Linked DNA regions of Mus musculus: regions 2 and 3 are each linked to region 1. Evidence: chromatin contacts called from public HiChIP or PLAC-seq data. All regions are on one chromosome and are shown on one strand. Each heading gives the region's core, a stretch centred on a gene start, on an enhancer-like site or on the middle of the called end of the contact. The rest is flanking DNA. Distances are from core to core; before and after follow the strand shown.

What was found. HiChIP or PLAC-seq counts read pairs in DNA pulled down with a chosen protein or histone mark.
Region 2: a FOXA1 HiChIP or PLAC-seq map of pancreatic cancer cells shows a contact between it and region 1. The contact joins two enhancer-like sites. A contact is called at or near these places in 3 of 115 datasets of contacts at active chromatin or transcription factors (bone marrow-derived macrophages, pancreatic cancer cells and stem cell-derived neural progenitor cells) and 2 of 9 other capture datasets (adipose tissue and liver).
Region 3: an HNF4G HiChIP or PLAC-seq map of pancreatic cancer cells shows a contact between it and region 1. The contact joins two enhancer-like sites. A contact is called at or near these places in 8 of 484 Hi-C or Micro-C datasets (the G1E-ER4 cell line, Sertoli cells, bone marrow-derived macrophages and 4 more) and 3 of 115 datasets of contacts at active chromatin or transcription factors (the HPC-7 cell line, cardiomyocytes and pancreatic cancer cells).

What each region holds. Positions count from the first base shown.
Region 1 is chr2:167,729,006-167,733,435 of GRCm38.p6, forward strand. All of the region lies in intron 2 of Gm38464 (a long non-coding RNA gene), which reads left to right. Among named protein-coding and RNA genes, the nearest start is that of Gm38464, 6.0 kb to the left of the region's middle. Within about 2 kb of position 2,311, at least 27 of the 459 cell types and tissues checked have an H3K27ac peak or open chromatin away from gene starts, as enhancers often do. A contact at or near this core is called in pancreatic cancer cells, where this site is marked.
Region 2 is chr2:167,940,327-167,944,756 of GRCm38.p6, forward strand. The region is part of intron 1 of Ptpn1 (protein tyrosine phosphatase, non-receptor type 1); the gene reads left to right. Among named protein-coding and RNA genes, the nearest start is that of Ptpn1, 10 kb to the left of the region's middle. Within about 2 kb of position 2,620, at least 281 of the 459 cell types and tissues checked have an H3K27ac peak or open chromatin away from gene starts, as enhancers often do. A contact at or near this core is called in pancreatic cancer cells, where this site is marked.
Region 3 is chr2:167,864,863-167,869,292 of GRCm38.p6, forward strand. Gm32845 (a long non-coding RNA gene) reads left to right here. Exons shown (of 8, transcript XR_375289.3): 8 at 2,023-3,119. All of the region lies in intron 1 of Gm33033 (a long non-coding RNA gene), which reads right to left. Among named protein-coding and RNA genes, the nearest start is that of Gm32928, 6.0 kb to the right of the region's middle. Within about 2 kb of position 2,104, at least 68 of the 459 cell types and tissues checked have an H3K27ac peak or open chromatin away from gene starts, as enhancers often do. A contact at or near this core is called in pancreatic cancer cells, where this site is marked.

The DNA.
Region 1 (4,430 bases), core at 1,061-3,560:
CAGAGATTTTGACCATGCCTAGCTTCACAGTCTATTTTAAAGAGTTCCTGTGAGACAGAGCTACATATTCCACAAATATCAATTCCCAGACCCCAGCAGCTGGGAAACCCAGAGCCCCTGCATGCCCACACCAACACCCAGGACCTCCTCCTTGTCTGATTGCCTTGATTAAAAAAAAAACACACCCCTCCACGGATGGGGGCGGATGAGTGCCCCACAGAGCTACCTGCCCCGCTCTGCCCTGACTACCTCTCCCAATTCAAACAGCCAGCTGCACTCTTCAGCAGAGGGATGGGCCATCCTGAACCGGTACTTTGGGATGTGCAGGCTTTCCCTCCAGCAGCGACCTGAGAACATTCCCAGTGCTTGCCCTGTCCGCTGGGGTCACCGTGCTCTAGCTTTGGTTAAAATTAAAATGTCAGCTAGAGAGAGGCTACAGAGAAGGGAGTGGCCTGTGGTGCCAGGGAGAACAGAAGAAGGGCTTTCTAGCAGGAGGCACAGATCAGGACGGCTTCTCAGCCTGGGGGCAGGACCCTGGCCAGTGCCTGCTGCTCGGTTTTGGGTCTGGTCACAGTTGGGAGTCCATCCGAGGTCTAGAAGCAGGGTCTGTGGTCCAGCTCTCTGGCTGGCACTCAGACCCAGTTCATGGGGATCCTGGAGTGAATGGGTATGAGCAGCCCTGGCCCTGGAGAAACGGATCCCGGTGTGTCCCTGTGGGTCCTAGCTGGGACTTTCAAATTCTACTGACTGTGAATCCATAATTTCCTGGCAGTCAGGAAAAGAGAAGTTCAGAGAGGTGGAGTGACTTGTCCAAGGTCACACAGCAAGTGAGGGGCAGAGTTAGGATGCAAAAACAGACCTTGAGTTAGACTCATACGCACTCTACACTCCTATCCTCATTCTCTCTCTCTCTCTCTCTCTCTCTCTCTCACACACACACACACACACACACACACACACACACACACGCACACATCAGGAAAGGGACAGAGAGTCCTTGGCTCAGGAACTTGGACTCCTGGCTCAGGATACAGGGAATGAAAGGAACCCGTGGGCCATCATGGTTCTCCTCAATGCTTCAGACATAGCCAGGCTCCCTGCTTGCCCCTCTCTCTCTCTCTCTCTGTCTCTCTCTCTCTCTCTCTCTCTCTCTCTCTCTCTCGACGATAATAGAAGGTTCAGGTGTCAGGCTTCCCAGCACCTTAGGGAGACTGGTTGAGCAGGTCTGGGGGAGGGAATGCTCTGAGAGAAGATATTATTATCAATCACTCTGCACCCAGACCTTGAGCTGGGCTGGCTTTGGCATCGGGGCTGGGGGTGCTCTTCCTAAGGACCTGGCTCAGGGCAGATGAGCCTGGGACCAGCTGCAGCCTCCCTAAGGCCTGCGTGGGCCGGGGGTGGTGGTGGTGGTGGTGGTGACGGGGTACAAGTCTTCCCTAGCTGAGCTGAGACACACCCAGCCTCCCACCTGCCCTGCTCCCGGGAAGGAGGGACCCGCCAATGACAGGAGGAAGCAATAGAGCCTCTGTCCTCACGCTCTGTCACACCCACATAGGACCCAGAAGAGTCTGGCACTGCTGTTTGCAGTTGGGGAAATTGAGGCACAGAGGGTCAGGCTGAGGTTTGAACCCACAGGTCTGAAGGTAACCGGATACTCCTCCTGGCCTGTGTCCTGGCCTCCTACCTGATGTTTTTATTGCTAGTGGCTCCTGAGACCTCCAGCTGGGAAAGCGGGCTTCTTCCATGTTGTCTGCATCCCTCCTGCCTTGCCCAGACCCTCAGCTGCTCAGGAGCCTCAAATCTATTATCCTCATCTGTGGAATGAGAGTAGAGAGTCCCTTCCTCCAGGGCCCGAGGTAGTAAGGGGACCTTGCCGTGGCTGCTCCACCTCCCTCCTAGAACTTTCTGAGCCTAATTTTTCTCCAGCATCTCCTCTTTGCTTCTGTTTCGAGGTTTGACTGACAGCTCCAGCTAGGCATTGCTGTACTAAGCCTGAGGGCCTCTGTGGTACCCTGGCTGGGCCGCGGGGGGCATCCATGGAAAAGCAGCTTAATAGAGACCAGGAAGGGTGGGGCTCAGTTTTGGACAGAAAGTGGAGTTCTGAGGGCCCAAAAGCCCACCTGGAGCTGGCTGCCCCCATCCCATGATAGTGAGGCCAGGCCCCTCCGGGCACCCTCCTCCCTACCTGCTCTGGTGATGGGCTGATAAGACCCCACCTGGGAGGAGGCGGTGGCTGTAATTACAGGCCTCTATGCGGCTCAGGCAGGCGGGTCATGAGGTGGGAGTGACTCATGAGATTACTCTATGGGCAGGGCGGGGGCGGGGGCGGCAGGTCCTCCCCTCACCCTCTGGCCAGAGATGGGCCTGGGCACCCCAGGAACGGCCAGCTTTGGTGTCACTCCGGAGCGTGTGCCAGGTCTGTGCTGTTTGACACCTGCCCGGCTTGGCGTTGATGTGAATGTGGGACCAGCTGGGTTTTCCCCTTTCTCAGTCCCAGCCGTCAGCTTCTGGGAAGGAGAGCTCTGAGGTCTGGGTCTGTAGATGGCAATGTCTGGACCTGCAGAGCCACAGATCCTAGGCCTTGAAAGTTTGCTGAGCCAGGGCCCTACTGCCAGGAACCCCAGATTATGAGACCTACAACCCAAAAGGCAGAACCTTCCGAACCAAATGCTCAGGTGTTTCCAGACCCTAGATCAAGGGTTCTAGGACACACAGGTCTGTAGAGCTATACATCCAGTCTCATGGAGTCTCTAGCTATTGTTCCAGGGTGTGGGAGATGGCTCAGTGGGTAAAATGCTTGCCAGGCAGGCCCAAGGACCTAAATTTGAATCCCTAGAACCCATGTCAAAGCCATGTGTGGTGAGAATACCTACAGTTCCTGTGTTCCTACAGGAGAACCCTGGAAGCTGGTGGGCAGCTAGCCTGGGCTAAGCAGCTAGCCTGGGCTAAGCAGCTGGGAATAACAAGGTGGAAGAAAGGACCTATATTGAGGTTGTTCACATGTATGCATGCATGCATGCACACAGGCATGTGCACACACCCATATACACACACATGTACACACATACATATACATGTGGACACACATACATGTACACATAGACACACAGATAGATATTCGCGCACACATATACACATACTTATATACATGCATGCACATGCTCTCTCTCTCTCTCTCTCACACACACACACACACACACACACACATGTGCATACACACACTCCGTTAGAATTCTACCTCTGCTCAGTCGGGTTTAGAAATGTCATCACGGCAGCTGGCCCTGCTCCCAGGTGGATCAGAAAATAGAAGACAGGAAACTTAAAGTCTCATGCCCACCTCCAGCTCCTCAGGAGCCAGGCAGGCAGGCTGCGCGCTTTCGCTGGGACAGAGGGGTGAGGTGTGCTTTCTGTTGACTGTCTGTGGGTGGAGAATTTATCAGGGTATGCTGTTGGGAACAGGCAAAAACCAAAACCTAGTGGGGACATCACTTAGTGGAGATATCACTGTGATGTGGGCATCTTGTGCAAGCACCGCTCCACCTCGCTGTGACTGCCATGGCTCCGCAGAGTGGCCGAGTCGCATTTGCTGGTAGTTTTTCTTTTACAGGCCATTGTGAGTGGCTCTTAGGCCATTCTCTGCACATTCCGGAGAGCACCTTGCTGGCTCCTTGAAGCAAGCCTAGGGGGTGGGTGCTGCTATGCTGTGCTTTTCCCAAAAAGGAAACTGAGGCACAGGGAGATGGAACCTCTGTAGGGTGCCAGGTGCCATGCTGGGTTCTGGGGCCGCAGGAGGAAACAGGACAGACATTGTTCTGGCTGCCTGAGGCCTTGGCAGGGAGACAAATAACTAGCAAGGCTTGTCACAGGGCGGCGGGTGACAGAAGGTAGTCGCTGGGTGAGAGGCAGACGAGAGCTCTAAGGTGAGCGATGAGGGGGTCTTGCTGAGGGCTCACAAAGATTAGACATGCCTGCCACTCGCCTGGGCTGTGTCCTTTGCCCACGTGACTGTTCCTGTGTCTGATGCCAGGTTCCCACTCACGATGAGGACCTGGCCGGTCAGGTTCTCCTCTGCAGATGGGTGGTGGACTGGGGTCCTCCCTAGTCCTCTGGGACACCATCTTGCTTCTGTCGGCTCTTTCTTCTCACCTCCCAGAGTACGCCTCGCCTCTCGTATGGAAGGTATTCATTTGACAGGCGTGAGGCACTGGGTTGTATTCTCACCAACCAATCCCTTGAGTGGGAGGCACAATTATCTCCCTGAAGAGAGATGGAGGCCCAGAGAGGTTAAGAGGCTTGCCTGGGGACACACAGCCTGCTGGTGTGCAAGGAGCTACCTTGCTCAGGACTGACCGGTTTAGCTGCCCTGCTCACTTGGGGGACTGTGGAGCTGGGGCCCTGGAGGAACCTCACACCTGCTCCTGATTATTGCC
Region 2 (4,430 bases), core at 1,370-3,869, 210 kb after region 1:
TACGGCTTTGGCATAGGTCACACTGCAGACACTGTAGACAGGCCACTCTTGTGAGTGAGGGCTGCTCAGCTTTGTGTGTGATGGTTCACTTCCAAGTGCTCAGGATGCTGTTTAGTCTGTGACTGGAGCTTTCTGGACCCCAACACTCAACTAGCTAGCAACTGCTTTAAGACCTGAGCCCTGCAGTGTGTACCAGGAGTCAGCATTAGCTTGCTGGCTAAGTGATGGCTCTAGGTTTTCTCTGGGAAAAATACGCATGTTCGTGTTCTTTTCATCCACCTGCAAGTCCATGCCAGGAACGCCTGATGAGCCACCAGAGAAGGGGCTTTGGGGACCAAATGGTCTCATGTCCTTAACAACTCCTCTCTCTGCCCAGAGCTGCTTTTCTATATATGGAGACGCCTGGGCTATGGCTGTGGCTTTTGTGGCTGAGTGGCACTGCTTACAGAAAGGATGAACTGGGTTCCCAGAGTCATTCTGAAGATGCGTTGGTCGGTCAGAGAGAAGCTCCTTGCCACATCTCTGTCTCCAAGTAGTTGTACTGTGCTCTTTCGTCTTTTTCATTGGATCGTACGGTCACACCGTTTCCTTTGAGAAAGCATTACATTTGGTTGTTGTGTTGTGTGTTCACCACGTATGAAGTCAGAGGACACTGAATCAGTCGGTTCTCGCCTTCTACCTCGTAAGTCTTGGGGATGGAACCTGGGTCACCAGCTGGCAGGGGTGCTTTTGCTCACCAAGCCATCTCACCGCCTAGCACACCTCTTCCCAAGGAGGAGGCTTACTTAAAAATGACAGGGTTTCAGCCAGTAGCTTGTTTTTGTTCATTTTGAGCAGACTGGCCTCTTGAAAGACATGTGCTGCTGCAGAGGTACCTACAAGAAGGCACATGCCAGTGACTACCCCAAGTGACAGCTCTCTTCAGAGGTGTGCTACCTAAGGGCATCTCACATAGAGTCACTTCTGAGCACAGCTTCATCCAGTTGAAAAGTAAACAGACTGCACTGAGTGCATGGCAGTGACCCACCCCAAAGGAGCTGTTGGGGTCTTTTCCTCCAGTGTGGGTTGTGTCTGCTTTGCAGTCCCAGTAGGGTGTCTTTTACTCCCAATAGGATGAAAGCAAAATAGACCCTCCCTGAGCTAAATGTGTGTGACTGGCTTTGCACTTAAGGGGGACCTGGGAGAGAACGGCCAATGGTGATGGATGCTTTTTTCATCACACACACACACAAGTTGTGTGTGTCTGTGTCTGTGTGTGTCTCTGTGTCCGTTCTGTCTGGGTGTCTGGATACAGGTATACATATGTGTGTGCCGGCTCACATATAGGCCAGAAGAGGGCATAGGATTCCCTGCTGCCTGCGTTACAGATAGGAGTGAGCTGGCTTTGGGTCTGGGCACTACTGCAGTCTTGCAGGAGAGCAGCAGGTGCTCAGTGCTCCTGGGGTCTCTGCCAGGAGGGCATTTTCTTGTAGTGATTACTTTGGTTGTTGCTCTGCCTTTTGTGTTTCCTCTGTGATTGAGTGAGACCCCTGCTGGGATTGCTCTCCAGTGCCTGACTCCGACTCCTGCCACCTTGCAGGTGGGGTGGGGCTGTATGCCGCTGAGGAGGAAGCTATCCTCGTGGCAGCCCTAGTTTCAGCAGGTGGTTTAGCCTGATCTGAGTACCAGCAGGCGCACAGTTCTCCAGAACTAGAGAATCTGCTGTCTCTTGAAGCTGGGTTCCAAAGGGTTCTATGTCCCAATCATGTGCCTTCCTAGATTGCCATCTGTGCCAGGGTGTCCCTGACAAGACAACAGTGCCCGTGGGTCTGTAAAGGGCGCAGAGATAAGCCAGTCTGGAGACAGTTTCAGGGCACAGCATCGACTTTATTGCATGTGAGCAACTACTTACATAGTGGAAGCCTAATTGACTGTGATTTGAGTAAGTTACCTCAGATTAGATAGTGAGTGTTCATACCACCAGGGTCTCTGTGCATGTTAGAGCAGCTCTGGAGAGTGCAGTCTGGGCCACAGCCAGCTGCTGCTGCTCATGCTACTTCAGAATTGAGTGTTCTGACCTCATGAGAAATGCAGTGTGGGAGGCAGGCTGGCTGCCAGCTCATGCCTGCTCCGTCTCCTGTGTTTCTTTCTCTTGGGTAAATCCTAGCTGTGTCTGTGCCATGGACGGTTTGCTGCTTTCTGTTCCCAGCATAGGGAGCTGTCCACCTCTGCTCCTCTCTCTTGTTCTTCTCCCCGCCACTGAGACTGCTCAGCCGGTTTGAGTGACAGCATTGAAGCTGGCCAGGAGCAGATGGCAGATTCTGTTTTCTTGTTTCCTCCTTTGTAAACTTGAACCATCTCTCCTCACCCCAAATAAACCCATCACAAAATTAATCAAAAGCAGTTACACTGCAGAGGGAATCGCTGTGAGACGCCAAAGGTTAGCAAGCAAAGGCTTTTTGTGAAGGGCTGTTCTTCAGCCTTGCTCCACCCTTGTTGGCATTACCGTGGTCTTGCCAGTGACACTGTTGGAAGTTGTTGCCTTTGAAAGGTAGAGGTGCCTGGCTTTGGTAGAGAGGCCTCAGGAGGTAAGGGAGCGGGGCATTTCCCAGCCTCTGTTGCCATGCAGCTGGAGATGGGTGTGGGCCATCCTCCACAACTTCCTGTCTTCAGTGTGAGGGGGTGGCGGTTCTCTAACCACTGAAGAACTGTGTGGAACAGGCTGTTTATTTACTGGGCAAATGGGGCCCTAATGGCTGCCTTTGGCTAATCGCTACCCTTTGGCAGTGTCCATTCAGTGTCCGGGGCCCTTCTGGGCAGAGCTAAGCTTCCCTTCCAACGTTTGCAGACGCTCTTCACACTGGTGTTAGTGTAGACTGATCATAAAGGAAACGATGAGTGTGTTCGTGGTCTGTGCTAATTTTAGTCTTCTGTTCACAGCCCATTTTGTGTCCTTCACCATTAAGGCTCCGTTTCTAGAAAGACGCGTTTTGAATGTAGGGCACTGCCTGTGTTCTACCCTTGGCTCCATTTCAGGGGTGGCCTTCTCAGTGCTCTGAGGTAGTGACCAGAGCCTCCCAGGTAGGAGCCTGGGAGATTGTTTCCACACCCACTCCTTTGCTTAGTGACACTCTGCTGTCCCTGCAAGTCACTCTGCTTTGTCTGAAGTGTGGGCTCTCGGCAAGGCTGTCAAGGTCATTGTGCAGTGTGCCACACACAGGCTCTGCTGGCTGCCTGAGACGCCTGCCTTAGCATATGGGCACTGTTCATCTTGGCTTCTGGTTACTCTTAGCAGGACTCTGCATGTCAAAGCTTTAGTCTCAGTCTGCATGGCTGCCCTTCATTGTCCACTCTGAGCAGCTACTTCCCAAGGATGGAAGATACCGGGGTCAGAGTCTTCATTACCTGGCTGCTCGTGGGTCTTTAAGGAGTTGCATAGGGTCCAGTCTGTGACATGTGGAGTGAAAAGAACTGGCTTGACGGCACAACCTGCATCTGATGCCCTCAACTCCTTAATCCCTGGAAGAGCTAGAAGGGGGCTGGCATTCCTGGGAGAATGGAAGGAAGCTTTGTGTCTGTGTTGGGCTTCACTGTGGCTTTGTTGTGATCCTGCTCAGCTACAAGGGGACACAAACTTTAAATTTTTGTAATACCCCAGTTAAAACTTTAAGAACCTCTGTTCATCTTTAGAAATAGAAAATGCCCTTTGAGGTTGTAAATGAGATGTATAATTTACCAAGTGTGAAGTTGCTTTTGAGAGTCTTGTCTAAAGTGGGTACTGTTGGTTGGGTTTTGCCATCAGGCCCCAGCTTTGGTCTGCCACACTCTGCTTGTTCAACATAGTACCCCCTGTCTTGAGTTAGGTTTGTGCTCAAGTTCTGTGCAGTACCTTCATACCCCTGGGGTCCTCTGAGTGGTAGCCCAATGGTAGGTCTATGATAGGGAGTGTTTGCAGAAGACAGTTGGGTCATAGAGCCTCAGTGTTTTTCACCAGCTCCCCAGTGACTTCAGTCCACCTTCCCAGCTACTGCTGGTGTGGCCACTGCCTGAGCTCACATGTACACAGCTTCCCTGGGTCATCAGGGTGATTGGATTGTAGACTTGACCTTTGCCTGGCTTTGTAACCTCCTACCTAGATGTCACAAATGGACCCCCCACCGTCATTTGCTTTGTCTGTGTGCACTGTGTAAGACTGTTGATGAACTGGGAGGAAGCACCACACAGCTTAGAACCTGGGTCCTGCTGTGAGACCTCTCTTGGCCTTGGTCCTGGAGCCGATCGAGGGTCACTTCTTCTTTGGATGAACATCATGTCTGCATTCGTTACTTGCCTCAGTCCCATGGCCTTATGCTGTTCTGGATGCTGTGTGGTGCTGATCCCTGGGGCCCTGAACCATGCATGGCAGGCTGCGTTTTTTCAAGGTTGGTGTTAGTGGTGCGGTTGAAGTGGTG
Region 3 (4,430 bases), core at 854-3,353, 140 kb after region 1:
CTCCTCAAGTTGCTCTTGCTTATGGTGTTTATCGCCGCCATAGAAACCTGACTGGACACAGACAAATCCCCAGAGCTCCCTGGCAGGCCAACCCATAGCCAAGTGGGTTTAGTGAGAGTCGCTATCTCAAAAACTAAGGTGGAGAAAGATAGAGGAACACACCCACATGTGGACCTTTGACCTCCACATGCACATACACGTGCACACACATGCCCCTGCGAACACACACACACACACACACACACACACACACACACACACACATGCACACACAGAATAATCCATGAAAAACAAGACAATTCCCTTTCCCTCTTTCCTCATAGTCCTTGCTGATTGTCACCCAGTGGGCTGAACCTCATGTCACACTAGAGGTCCTGCGTCTGAACACCTGTGGAGCTGTCAACATTATAGGACATTATAGGATACAGAGCCAGCTGCTACAGAGACTGAGAGAGGATCAGAAGTTAAAGGCTAGCCTGGTCAACTAACGAGACCCAATCTTAAAAGGGGGGACAAAAGAACCCTCATGTGGTAGATAATGGGGTGGGAGCATCAGGGGTAGGAGGTCTGGGAGGACACTCTGGCCAGGATGAAGCTGGGAAGCTAGGTCCTGGGAGGGGGGACACTTTGGTTGTAGAGGGCTTGTCTAGCAGTCACAAGGCCCAAGGTACAGCCACTAGTAAAGGTAAGGAGAGAAAGAGAGAGAGAGAGAGAGAGAGAGAGAGAGAGAGAGAGAGAGAACTAGAAAGGAGGGGAGAGCCAAGCAGGGGAGGAGAAGAAGAAGGAGACAGGATACAGCTGGATTTGACTTACAGATTAACAAGAAATGACTTCTTTGTCTATGTGCCCAAACAATGCTTGTGACTGACTCAGCCTGTTTTCTCTGGGGATCTGGTCCTGCATAGACAGAGACACACTAGAGCGTGTAAGTCTATGCTCAGCAACTCATCTAGGGGTGCTGCGTGCAAATCCCTCAGGAACCAGCCCTGGAGTCCAGGTCTTCCATACCAGCTGCATCACCAGGGCTAGCGAACAGTCTTCTCTGGGCTTCACACTTAGATGTCCATCTTAGATAGTGACAAGTGGCAGACTTGGGGAGCTCTGGGCAGAGCCTGGAGCTGTGTGTCTGATGAAGGGAAGAGCTTGCCAGTCATCTCCTGCGACCTGGCTCTAGCCAGTGAGACCACAAGAAGCCCTTCTGGGATTCATACTCTGAGAAGACCATGTCTCTTAAGGGCCAGGCAGTACTGTCCCCAATCTTCATTTTTGCCTTAGGCATCATAAGAATGTAGTGTTAGAATCTAGTGTGAGAGTCCAGCCTGGACACACCTGCAGTGGCTCCTCCCATTTCACAGACACCCACTGAGGCACTGTCTGGGAGTCAGTCCCTAGCCAGCAGACACCCCAGGGCCAGGACTTCCACCTGGGAAGTGAGTTTACATCAAGGGTATTGGTGTCCACGCATGAACTTGCACCCCATCCCTTGCCTCCTGTCTAGGAATCAGAGAACCTGGCTGTGGGCTTGTGCCAGATACAGAAATTTGACTGTCTCCCAGCAACCATGGTGGGGAATGGCACATCCACATCTGACCATTGCAAAATATTAAAGCAAATCCACCCTGGGCCCAATGTCATGGGCCATCCAGGATGACACTGCCTCCCTGGGGGACACTTGGTAGTGATGGAGTGTTCACTGACGGCCCTATTTAGGAAAGGACACCAGGACAAATATGCCTCTTCCTGTGCCCAGAACAGCGGAGAAAGATCGGGCCCAGCCTGCCAACAGGGTTGTGTCTGGCAGTGTCTGTGACCCTAGGGAGGCAGGGAGTCTGCTGGGCTCTAGGAGAAGTGTGACCCCCCCACCCATGCTAGGAAGTCTTTTACTTGCCCTCTGTCCCCTCAGCCACGTTTCCATCTGGGGACCGCCTACCTTGCCCATCTCTGAAGTAAACAGCCACATCCGCCCATCCCAAGGTGGTATAGGACACACTTCCAGGATGTCATACTCTGTCTGTCCCCCAGCCAGGCCCGTTTCCATGTGGTGGGTGCATTGCACAGTACCATCCGCCCCCAGGCGGTTCCAGCTGGAAGCCAGACAGGCCTTTTGCTCCTGGAATGCGGGACCCACGCCAAGCTGTGGAGAGGGCCGGCTGATAACGGAGTGCTGACCACTGCAGACTGCTTCCTAGAGAAATGCCTTCACCTCTTCTGCCCAAGTTCCCAGGATGTGGCAAGCCCCAAGATTCCTGGGTCAGTGGGGCAAATTTCCAGAATCTTCCATCCCAGCCTCACATATTCCCAAGAAAGTGTAACAAAAGCTTCCTGGCTGGGGAGTTCTGGGAGTCGATTAAAAAATGCAAGAGGGTATGCTGGCCACACTAAAGTGCTCTTTCTCTCTGGGTCCTCTTCTTGAGGGAAAATTGTTTGTTTACCCAGGGATGGTTATGCCCGCAGCCGTGGCTGCTCTATCCCTCCACCCACCAGCCCTGTGCCAGCACCTCATGGCCGTCAGTCACCAGCACATCTGTCTCTTTGCTCTGAGGGCCACACAAGACACACAGGAAGTGACTGAGCATCTGTGCCTTCAACAGCCATCTTCCTCACATTAATGAGCTGGGCAGGAGCTCACTACATCTCTCTGTCCCTCTTCCCGATATGACCACACTGAATAAGGCTCTTTTTCTATTTTCTACTTTAAAACTGGCTGAGACCGGTGGCTGAACCTAAGTTGAGGCAAAGGTTGTGAGCCCCAAGTTCGGTAATACCTAGGGGTTTGATGGAGCCTGGGTCTGTCCCATCCAGTCCCTGCTGCCTGGTGAGAATGTCTTGGAGGTTGTTTTGTGTTGTGTACGGGGACCAGGAACTCTCTGTGGGATTCAGTGGCCACTGGGCAGTGCCAGCTCTAGAATGGCCCTGCGAGGGCTGCCTTCCCCCATTAGCCTCGTGTCCCCATCCTTAACTTTCTGGTGACAGCCTCAGTCCCAGGTTGAGACCCAGGATTTTGTAGGTCAGATAGATGTGGCTGTCCCCACCCCATCCCCAAATGCCCAGGACTCAGAAGTTGGACAACACCAGACTTCAGGGAGACACTGGGCCCTGTGTTGAAGCCTCTACACCGCCCTGCCCTCTGTTCTCAAGAATCTACATCAGCGGTTCTCAACCTTCCTAATGCCGCGACCCTTTAACACAGTTCCTCATGTGGTGGTGACCCCCCACCATAACATTATTCTTGTTGCTACTTCATAACTGTAATTTTGCTACTGGTATGAATCATAAAGCAAATACCTGTATTTTTTTGATGGTCTTAGATGGCCCTTGTGAAGGAATCATTCACCTTTCAAAAGGGTCCCGGGACCACAGGACAAGAGCCACCCCCCTTATATGAGCTGTCTCCTGAGCTCCAGACCCCACTCACAGCTTCCCCAGGGCTTTGTGTTTCCTCCTCCAATCTGCTACCCAGGGCCCTGTGTGTTCAGACATCTCCCTGGGTGCCTGTTGCCCATCCCCGGCTGGGCATTCCCTCACTGTCCTTCCCCTGTGTGCATTGAATAGCACAAATCAGTAGGAAGCCAACGTGCTGCTGAACGATCTTGGGCTAAGAGCTAGGGTAGGGGGATGAGCTATTACTTTCGAACCCTGAACAAAACCTAGAGCAATCCCGGCTTCTATGGGCGTGTTGGAAAGTCCATGACATGTCTAAGCAGTAGGAAAGACTAGGGGCTGATTAGGACGCCTTGCTGGGACCCAGCTGTGCCTTGGTACTCAGGGAAGCCTTCCCTGAGGAGGTTATGCTGCAGCTGACGTATGAGAAGAGATGGAGAGAGATGGGAAGAAGAGATGGGAGACGAGGGACCTCGCGTGCCAGTACCAGAGGGGTTTCGAGAGGATGCAGCAGGGGGTGAAGGGGGGCAAGCCAGTCTGACCCCAGGCGCTCCTCACTCATTTTGGACCTACTGTGTGCTGGGCTCACAGGCAGCTTGCTGTCCCATGGAGCCCCAGCTAGAGGGTAGGACAGTTGCCAAGCAGAGAGGGAACAGATGTTGATGCCCAAAGACTGACAAGCATCAGCATATCTCTGCCGACTGGAACTGCACACAGCTGGCTCCCCAAGAACCGAGGTAAATGCTGTGTGGAGATACACATTCAACACACAAATGCACATACACGTACATATACACATGCATGCGTGTACACACACAGCATAAGCATTGCATGCATGTGTGCATATATACATGCACGCACATGTGTGCACATGCACACAAACACACACAAAAATGAATAATTCCTTGAACTGCATACAAGACAGGTATGAAGGAGCCAGGTGTATCAACTCAACGCCTTGGAGGCCGAGGTAGAAGGGTTGTGAGCTTGGGACCAGCCTGGGCCTGGCTCTCCAAAATCAAATTTCCCTGTCCTGTGATCCTGTTGGT